Linked DNA regions of Ovis aries: region 1 is linked to region 2. Evidence: chromatin contacts called from public Hi-C data. All regions are on one chromosome and are shown on one strand. Each heading gives the region's core, a stretch centred on a gene start, on an enhancer-like site or on the middle of the called end of the contact. The rest is flanking DNA. Distances are from core to core; before and after follow the strand shown. Region 1 has its middle 33 kb from the start of TRNAW-CCA. Region 2 overlaps FBXO21 (F-box protein 21).

The links. A called contact is a pair of places that touch in the nucleus more often than the background predicts.
Region 1: a Hi-C map of liver shows a contact between it and region 2, with 3 times the contacts expected there. The contact joins two enhancer-like sites. A contact is called at or near these places in 8 of 16 Hi-C or Micro-C datasets (blood, liver, mixed tissues and 3 more).

The regions. Positions count from the first base shown.
Region 1 is chr17:58,048,061-58,051,986 of ARS-UI_Ramb_v3.0, reverse strand. No RefSeq gene overlaps it. Among named protein-coding and RNA genes, the nearest start is that of TRNAW-CCA, 33 kb to the left of the region's middle. Within about 2 kb of position 1,801, at least 12 of the 54 cell types and tissues checked have an H3K27ac peak or open chromatin away from gene starts, as enhancers often do.
Region 2 is chr17:57,959,316-57,963,275 of ARS-UI_Ramb_v3.0, reverse strand. It overlaps FBXO21 (F-box protein 21), which reads right to left. Exons shown (of 12, transcript XM_027956543.2): 12 at 1-27. Among named protein-coding and RNA genes, the nearest start is that of TESC, 22 kb to the left of the region's middle. Within about 2 kb of position 1,460, at least 4 of the 54 cell types and tissues checked have an H3K27ac peak or open chromatin away from gene starts, as enhancers often do.

The DNA of each region.
Region 1 (3,926 bases), core at 552-3,051, 88 kb before region 2:
AGTGTTTAAGCGTTAGTTGCTCAGTCGGGGACCACTCTTTACGCTATGGAGGGCAGCTCACCAGGCTCCTCTGTCCATGGGGTTCTCCCGGCAAGAATACTGGAGTAGGTTGCCATTCCCTTTTCCAGGGGATCTTCCCAGCCCAGGGTCTCCTGAATTGCAGGCGGATTCTTTTCCATCTGAGCCACCAGGGAAATCTCATGAACACCAACAAATGGTGAAGTTGATCCTAAAGCCAAAAGCAGTTTTTTTAAAAGATGAAATATACAACTGTTGATAAAGATTTTAAAAAAGAAGGCCCAAGGGACTATCAAACAGAGTAAGTATATTTTCAGCGTGGGGATAATTTGCCTACACTGATCCAAGAGCAAAGTGCAGCCTTCCTGCTGTTCACAAGCATGGACATATGGTTGGGAAACCCACCATTACCTGGAGTCCTAGAACTTTTGAGTCCTGAGGGTTGTGGAAGGCTTTCTTTTTCAGATTAAGGTCTTCATCATAAAAGATGCACATCCAGCTAGAGAGGATGACAGAGCCAGAGAGAGAGAGAGAGAGAGGCTCTGGGACCCGTCCCTCCTCCCGAGAGCGCAGCTGTGTCAGTGGGGTTTCCTGCTTCCCTTCAGAAAGCCCCATCACTTCCCAGATGAAGCTGGCCTGCAGCTGGCGAATCACGCATGTATTGTGCTTGATCTCACTGCTGTGACCCCCGAGTGACACTGCTCTGCGTGGTGCCCATCTCTCAGAGTCTCACCACTGGGGAAAGTAGCTTCTCCTTTAAGCAGCAGCCCCCTTGCAGTCTGATTTCACTGTTCATTTTGCAGATAGAGTCTCCCTCTTAGCTTTGCAGGAATTAAGGATAATGAAAGAGTTCAAAAGAAATTAGACCCAGAAAATTTTACTGAAAATAAAAATAGTTTTCAGCTACTTTGATTCACTGCCAGGTCCAGGGTAAAAAGCAAGCGTGGGGTTTTTCCTTCCTAGCCTGTTGATAACATAAACCACCTGGGTTTTGTGAAGAGTTTCCTGGACCCAGACTATAACCTCCAGGCACGCCGAGCTCAGTCAGCGTTTTTTTGCAGTAAACCTTATGTCCCGGAAGAAGTCGCCCTGATGGGGAAACGTTTGTAGTTCCTTTGTGAACAACCACTCTCCAGTGGCTTCAAGAAATCTGGGCCCACGTGCACCCCTGCCCGCCCCACCTCACCTATGTCCCCGCTGGCTGTTTCGTGGGAACTCCTCTGCCGGCTGAGTTCTTAGCTTACTGACCCGAAGTCTGCTCTGCTCCTTCAGCCTCAGCCCCAGGTCTTCCCTGAAGATCAGGACAGCCCTCTGGGGGAGCCAGAGGGCCAAACGCCAGGGACCTTTGTCTGGCTTTTTCCACTTTATGACATGTCTGTGTTCTGATACTACATTTTTCAAGTGTGTGTATTGCCAAAATTATTCACCCTGGCAAGGTGTGTGGCACCAGCGCCCCCAGCACACCACTCTACCAGCTGTCCCTTCTCCCCCCAAAAGTCTCACGTAGCATGTTGAAGAGTTTTCCCCCAGAACCACTGTTAGAGGGGCTCCTAGCCCAGGATCCAGGAGACCCACACACAGTGTGTGAAACTCTGCATAAAGGCGTTTTCTGGGAGGAAGGGTGCCTCTTCGTCAGATTCTCCACGGGAAACCCGAGTTCCCCGAGGATTCCAGCTGCGGCCACTAGATGGCGCTGCCCAGGGAGTGATTCACTTGAGGACACATCCCAGGGCCCCATCTTCCCCTGCAAGGAGAGCCTGCCCTGGCTGAGGGGGTTCAGCTGATTCGAGGAAAACGCAGTGTCCCCAAGAGTGGAGTTCTGGTCCAAGTCCTCCGTACCCTCCAGAGCCAGGACTCTCTGCATTTGCGAGAACAGTGTGTCACCCTGCATCCAGATGGCAAACACTGGGCACAGTGAACCAGCCCTGCTCGCCACTGGAGAGAAGTGGCCTGGTGGGGATGCAGCCTTCTCTTACTGGGGCCGGTCAGGACGGGCAGAGCTGGGGGCTGCTGGCCTTCCCTTACTCAGGCCTTCGCTCTGCACAGCGGCTGTGGCATCCGGGAGCGAGCGGTGCCAGCCGCCAGGCCCCGGATTCCCAACCACACGGACCTGCCCACCTCACCCGCAGTCAGGCCAGATGGCTCCCTGGCTGCTGTGCAGGGCCCAGGGCAATTTGGATGGCGCTACCTGGGGTGGGCAGTGGCAGGGCCCCCTCTCATTGGGCTCCAGCCGGTGCCATGTGGGCACTAGCCTGCTCTCTCCCTGCCTCTGCTGCTGAGCGGAGGCTTCCAAGCAGAGGCTCCACCAGGGAACTTCTCTGCCCCTAGAATGGGTGGGCAGGCTCCCCCACACCCAGAACCGAGCCTGTCCCAATCTCCCCTCGCCCAGCGCGAACGCCCCCTCCTTGATTCCTAGAGGGAGGCTGCAAGCTGCTCCTTGGGCGCATCCATCCACCTTAGTGCATCCGCCCACCTGACCGCTGCCCCGTGGGCTTTTCCGGGGTAAAGACAGGAAACCCAGTTCCTGCTGACCTGGTCCACCAGTGGGTTAGGAGGAAGAGCAGCCACCACGTGCCCATCAGAGCCCCCAGTCCTAGGGGCCAAGTTCCTCCAACCACTGAATCCCTCCTGGCATTGATCACCGGTTCTGGAGAAGCCCAGAGACAAAGGCAATACTGACACCCTGGGAGGTGGTGGTGAAAGCCCCGGCTCCTCCCAAGGAGGAGCTCCTTGGGAGCCTTCCCAAGGTCACTGTGGGGGAGGACAGCTTGCAAGGCAACTTGTATTTTTAACTCCATCAACCTACGGCAAGTCACTGTGCTGTGAGGTTGAGCTTCAGCCTGGTGAACCCCAGGCAGCAGAGATGGGTTCACCTGCTCGGTGACAAGGATCAGATCCACACATGAACCTGCTTCCCATTAGCAAAGCACATAAAGAACATCCCCAGCCACCCCTGGGGTCAGAAAATAAACTGCTGAAGTCTAGGCATAACTCGAAAACTTGTTCCCTCAGAGGGTGCTCAGCTAAAACTGAAAGTTCCTGCCATCTTACTCCATTCCTTTATCCATAATTCATGTCTAACGTGGCTGCAGGTTCCCCTTGAGCTTCTCGTATTAGATTTCCATTACACAGCCCTTTGGTAAACCTACCACATGGCCGTGTGTGTGTCAAATTGCTGTATTCTAACAGCCAAAAGCAGAGTTCTGGTAACATTTTCTCCTTGGTCATATGGCAACACTGGACTAATCCTGCCTTCACCCCAATTCCTGGGAAGTGGGTGGAGAACGTGGGGAGAGGTGACCTCACCCTCATCCTGCACGCTGTGGACACGTCCCTGCTCCGTCTCCTCCACCCACAGCCCGAGGCCCTCAGAGCACTGACTTCAAATATTTGATTTAGCATTGATTAGTCATGAGTATAATTCCCAATAAGAGAAAAGCTGTAAAACAAGGGCATTTGTTCTACAGCAGGCAAATTGAGAAATCAACAGACACATCACTTCAGACAGGGGCAGAGCTACACTCACTCGGGGTCTCTGCCCCTCCTGAGCACACTCACTGGTCCAGCCTGTCACAGGAGCCAAAGACTTGTGCCCAGGGCAGTGACCCTCGTTATTTCCAGTCAAAGGCCAGCAGACTAGGGAATAACTGCCCTCCCTAGGAGTGGGTCTGCCCTAACTAACAGCCGACCCCAATCACTCCCTGGATGACCAAATGAATGAAAACACCACCTCATGCACACGGTGCCCTGGGAGCCCGCAGGAGAGCCCCAGGCTGGCTCTGGCCCGCCTTGTGGTGGAAGGAAGTCAGACTCCCTCCGTGACAGTGGGGTGTCATCATGCTCTTGGGCAGCACGGACCAGGCTCGGGGTGAATAAATCCCTTTCAAACTAGCAGTTTAGGTAAGCCG
Region 2 (3,960 bases), core at 211-2,710:
GAGGCTCCACGTTATACTCCAGGTTCTCTGTTGGCAGAGAGGCACACGGACATTCTCATTAAAACTGGTTTTCTGCAACATCTTTTATCCAGAGGACCTCTGGAGAAGACTCAGTGCATTTTTGAGGTGGCGGGGGGGGGGGGGCGGGGGAAGAAACAGATGTTTTTGCAAGTCAGGAGGGAAGAGGTAGAGGTGGGGGGGCACTGGAGGATGGAGGGAGGGGGCACGGGGCCCCTGCCAGATCCACACAGAACACCAATGTTTTCCTCCTCTGAGCGGAACTCCAGCAGCCCCTCGGGGTCTGCAAGCTGAAGGTGCAGAGGGCTTGTCACACCTGATCCAACACACACACACACAGCCGGCCGAGGGTGTCCTAGCCTGTTCTGTTCTCACCAGTGAAGTTTCTGAAGCCTTCACAGCACCGGGTCACAGGTCTCTCCCTGCGTCCTCTGTTGCACACCTCCCTGCCCCTGCCACCCCAGAGCACCCTGCAGTGCTGGCTCCTGCTTCTGAGGGTGAGGGCCCAGCTCCCAGGGCTGATGTGGGGTCCGCGGAGGAGTGGAAAAGTGGCTCGTGCCCCTAGACCATAGAGGGTAGGGGTTATGCCATCTGTATCAGCTCTTAGGAAAACCATGCCCCCTCCCTTCTCTGCTCCATGTTTTGCCACTAGAGACAGCAATAGAAAATGACTCCTTTAAAATGGAAATAATAAAAAAAAAGAGGTGACAGCACGTGTGAGGTATTTTAAAGACCGACATCCTTTCAGATGGCTTCTCCCTCCCCAAGCTATCTGAGAAACGGCTCCTCCGTGGACCCAATGAGAAGATGGTGGGTTGTGGGCCCTCCCCTGCTGGCCGTGGAGGCCTGGTCTAGACTGGTTGTGGGCCCCCAGCCAGGAGGGCCCAGCCCCATCCTCCATGACCTGGACCAGAAAGCAGCTGGCCAGGCAGGCCTGCCTGCTCTGACTGCGTCCCAGGGTGCTCTTGGTTCTGATCAACGAGTCACAATCAATTCAGGGAGTTCCTGTGCACGCCCAGTCGACTGGCTAACTAACACCAATGGTGCAGCAGGTTATCTCTTACACCGCTCGTTAAACATCCTGAAACACACCTGCAGGCCCTTCGGTGCCCAGCACCCCGAGAATACAGGATAAACACCACGGGATAAACACGAGTGCCTCCCAGAAGCACTGCCTGTGACTTGTAACTGACGCTTTGTCTTTCAGGAGATGGGGAAAGAGTTTGTAATTCAATCTGTAACATATTTCTTCAACCCAAGAAGGAACATTTAGAGAACTTCTGTGCTTATAGCTGTTTAAGGCTGATTCCTCAGATTACATGGGGACAGACCAGTTTGAGAAATCACATACCAATTACAAGCAAAGACGGATATCCACAGTACCTCAGCATCGCTCAGGAGAGCAGAAGAAAAGAAAAAAAAAAAGCAGCAACAGTCTACACGTCCACCTGCAGGTCACTGTGTGAATAAACAATGGCACGTTAACTCAGCACGTCCCAGGCAGCCAGGAAAATGAGCAACAGACGCAACGGGGGAAGCGGGAGAAAAAACACATCTTATAAAAGGACAGGAAGGCCAAACACCTGCGCTGCTATGTGACACGTGCATACAGCTACACATTTTAAGTGACCTCTTTTAAACTGGGCATGTACGGTGCGCCAGGCACCACGAGACCTGCCCGGGCTCCAGCTCCTGTGATCCTCTCACAGGGCTCCACGAGAGGCTCCACTCACGATGCCCTCTAGCGGCTGGGCCAACAGCAGCAAGAGTGAGGACTCGGCCCAAGGCCTCCATCAGGGCTGGGGAAGCAGACCAAGAGCGGCGCCCCTGTGCACTGTCCTGCCAGCAGCAGTCAGGGAGGACGGGCTGGGACAGACCCCAGGGCCCGGACAGGCTGCCTCAGAAGGCAGGCTGCGGGACGGTGCTCTGCAAACAGGCGCTTGGGGAGTCCAAGAGGAAACTGGGGGCTCTGCTAACTGGTTTCTCCCTGCTGTGACCACCAGAGTGTGAAGATGACTTCACTTCCTTCTTTACACTTGCTTTCGACATTAAAACAAACTTGGACTTTCTAAAATGCCGCCGACTGAAAAAATCTGCTGTCCTGCCCATGCGGCCCTCCTGCAGTGAATGAGGGGTCACAGGTGTACCCGCCTTGGGGAGGCCAATGGGGATGCGAACACGGCCACGGGCCCTAACCTGGCCAGCTGCCTCCCTGTTGGCTTTTCTTGCCCCAGAGATGTTCGAGATGATGGCAGGGAATCTGGGATCACCAACAAGAGGTCAAAGTCCCTTCTGCTCTCATCTGGGGCCGCTCTGCCGCACACAGGATGCTCGGCAGCGTCTGAAGGCACTTCTGGCTGTCACGACTGGGGCCTGTCATGTCTCGTGGGCAGGGGCCAGGGTGACAGGCAATCCCCCCAACACAGAACCGTCTGGACCACAATACGCCCAGCACCTGCTCTGAAGAAAGTCAGACATGCGCTTCAGCACCGCTCCTTTCTCCCTCTTTCTCTAGGTATCACTAAGCAGCAGCTTGGTGTTGGCTGACACTTGGCATCTGAGTGTTGGCAGGAGGGCAGGAAGGTTGCTGTCAGGTCATGATCACCCATCTGCTTAAGGACAGCACGACTGGGCAGGTGCACGGAATTCTGAACATGGGCCCAAAACAAGAGGCAAGGGCCAGTGAGAGTCCACGGGGTGCTCACTGCCCCACTCCAAGCTGTCCACCAGGAGCACAGACTGAATGTGGTGTGTTTGCCTGCCTGGGCTCCCAGTAAAACAGGAAAACTGTACTAACAAAAGACACTTTTTTAAGGAGAAAAGCAGACACTGAAGTTGGCAGCTACGAGTTATGAGGGGAAGATAATTCCCAATCCACTATATGAGTTAAACAATTTTTTTTGAAGTTTTAAAAAATTTTGAAGAAAGAAATCTAAGTGAAATAAAACTTAAGAAAGAGCAAACTATTAAACAGGGACTACTTAAAATGCCTGGAAAAATCGTGGGAAGAATTTGATTCCCCCAATATTTTCTGAGAAATGTTTCTGATTTTATTTAAAATTTTCAGCTACCTACATCAAAATATACGCATACCTCCCTGTAAAAGCCTAGAAACGGTACCCATGAGTCCTCTGGGGGCACCTGTCAGGCCCTCCCAAGAGGAAACCACTAGGACTGCGGGTCTAGCTTCCCAGTCCTAGTATAAACACATATACGTGCAGTTAAATATACTTCAATGCACTCAGAAGGTAACTCCGTGTTGTCTAGCGTGTGTTTATTCATACAAAGCGTCCAGTAAGCACTGACCTGCATGTGGTTTACTTGGCTGCAGCTTAGCGTCCCCAAGTCTGGATACACCTCCACTGACCAGGCGAGGCCCAAGCATGACTGTTTCTCTGTCACAACAAGGGGACCGCAGGCCCCCTGTGTGAGGGCGTCTCTAGTGGAGGGACCGACCGGGGGAGCTGCCAAGTCAGAGGAACACGGGCACTTGAGATTCTGACAACTTAAAAGACAGCACCAAACCGCCCTGTGAGGTGGCTGCAAATTTACACTCCAGCCCCAACACGGGGAATCACCGCAGTTAACAGTGTGTGCAGACTGCTGCAGGCGGTGTCCATGCGGGGGTGGGGTGGAGGGCTGTGGAGGCAACTTTAGTTTGGAAGTGGAGGACAAACCATGGAGGATGAAACTGACGCTGGCTGAGGGCGCACTTGGACCCAAGCATTCAACCAGGTGATTTACCGTCACACACAAATCACTCAAGAACCAGGTTTTCACAGCACAGCCCAACTCCTGACTTTGCAGTGTGGCAGCTGGCTTAAATTCAGAGCATCTGGGATAGTCACTTTCTCCAGGATCTAAAAAGCATGCAGGGAAGCTGAGACAGGAGTTCCTGCTATCAGAAAAATACTAAAGCACCCCCCCTAGTGGTAGGAAAAA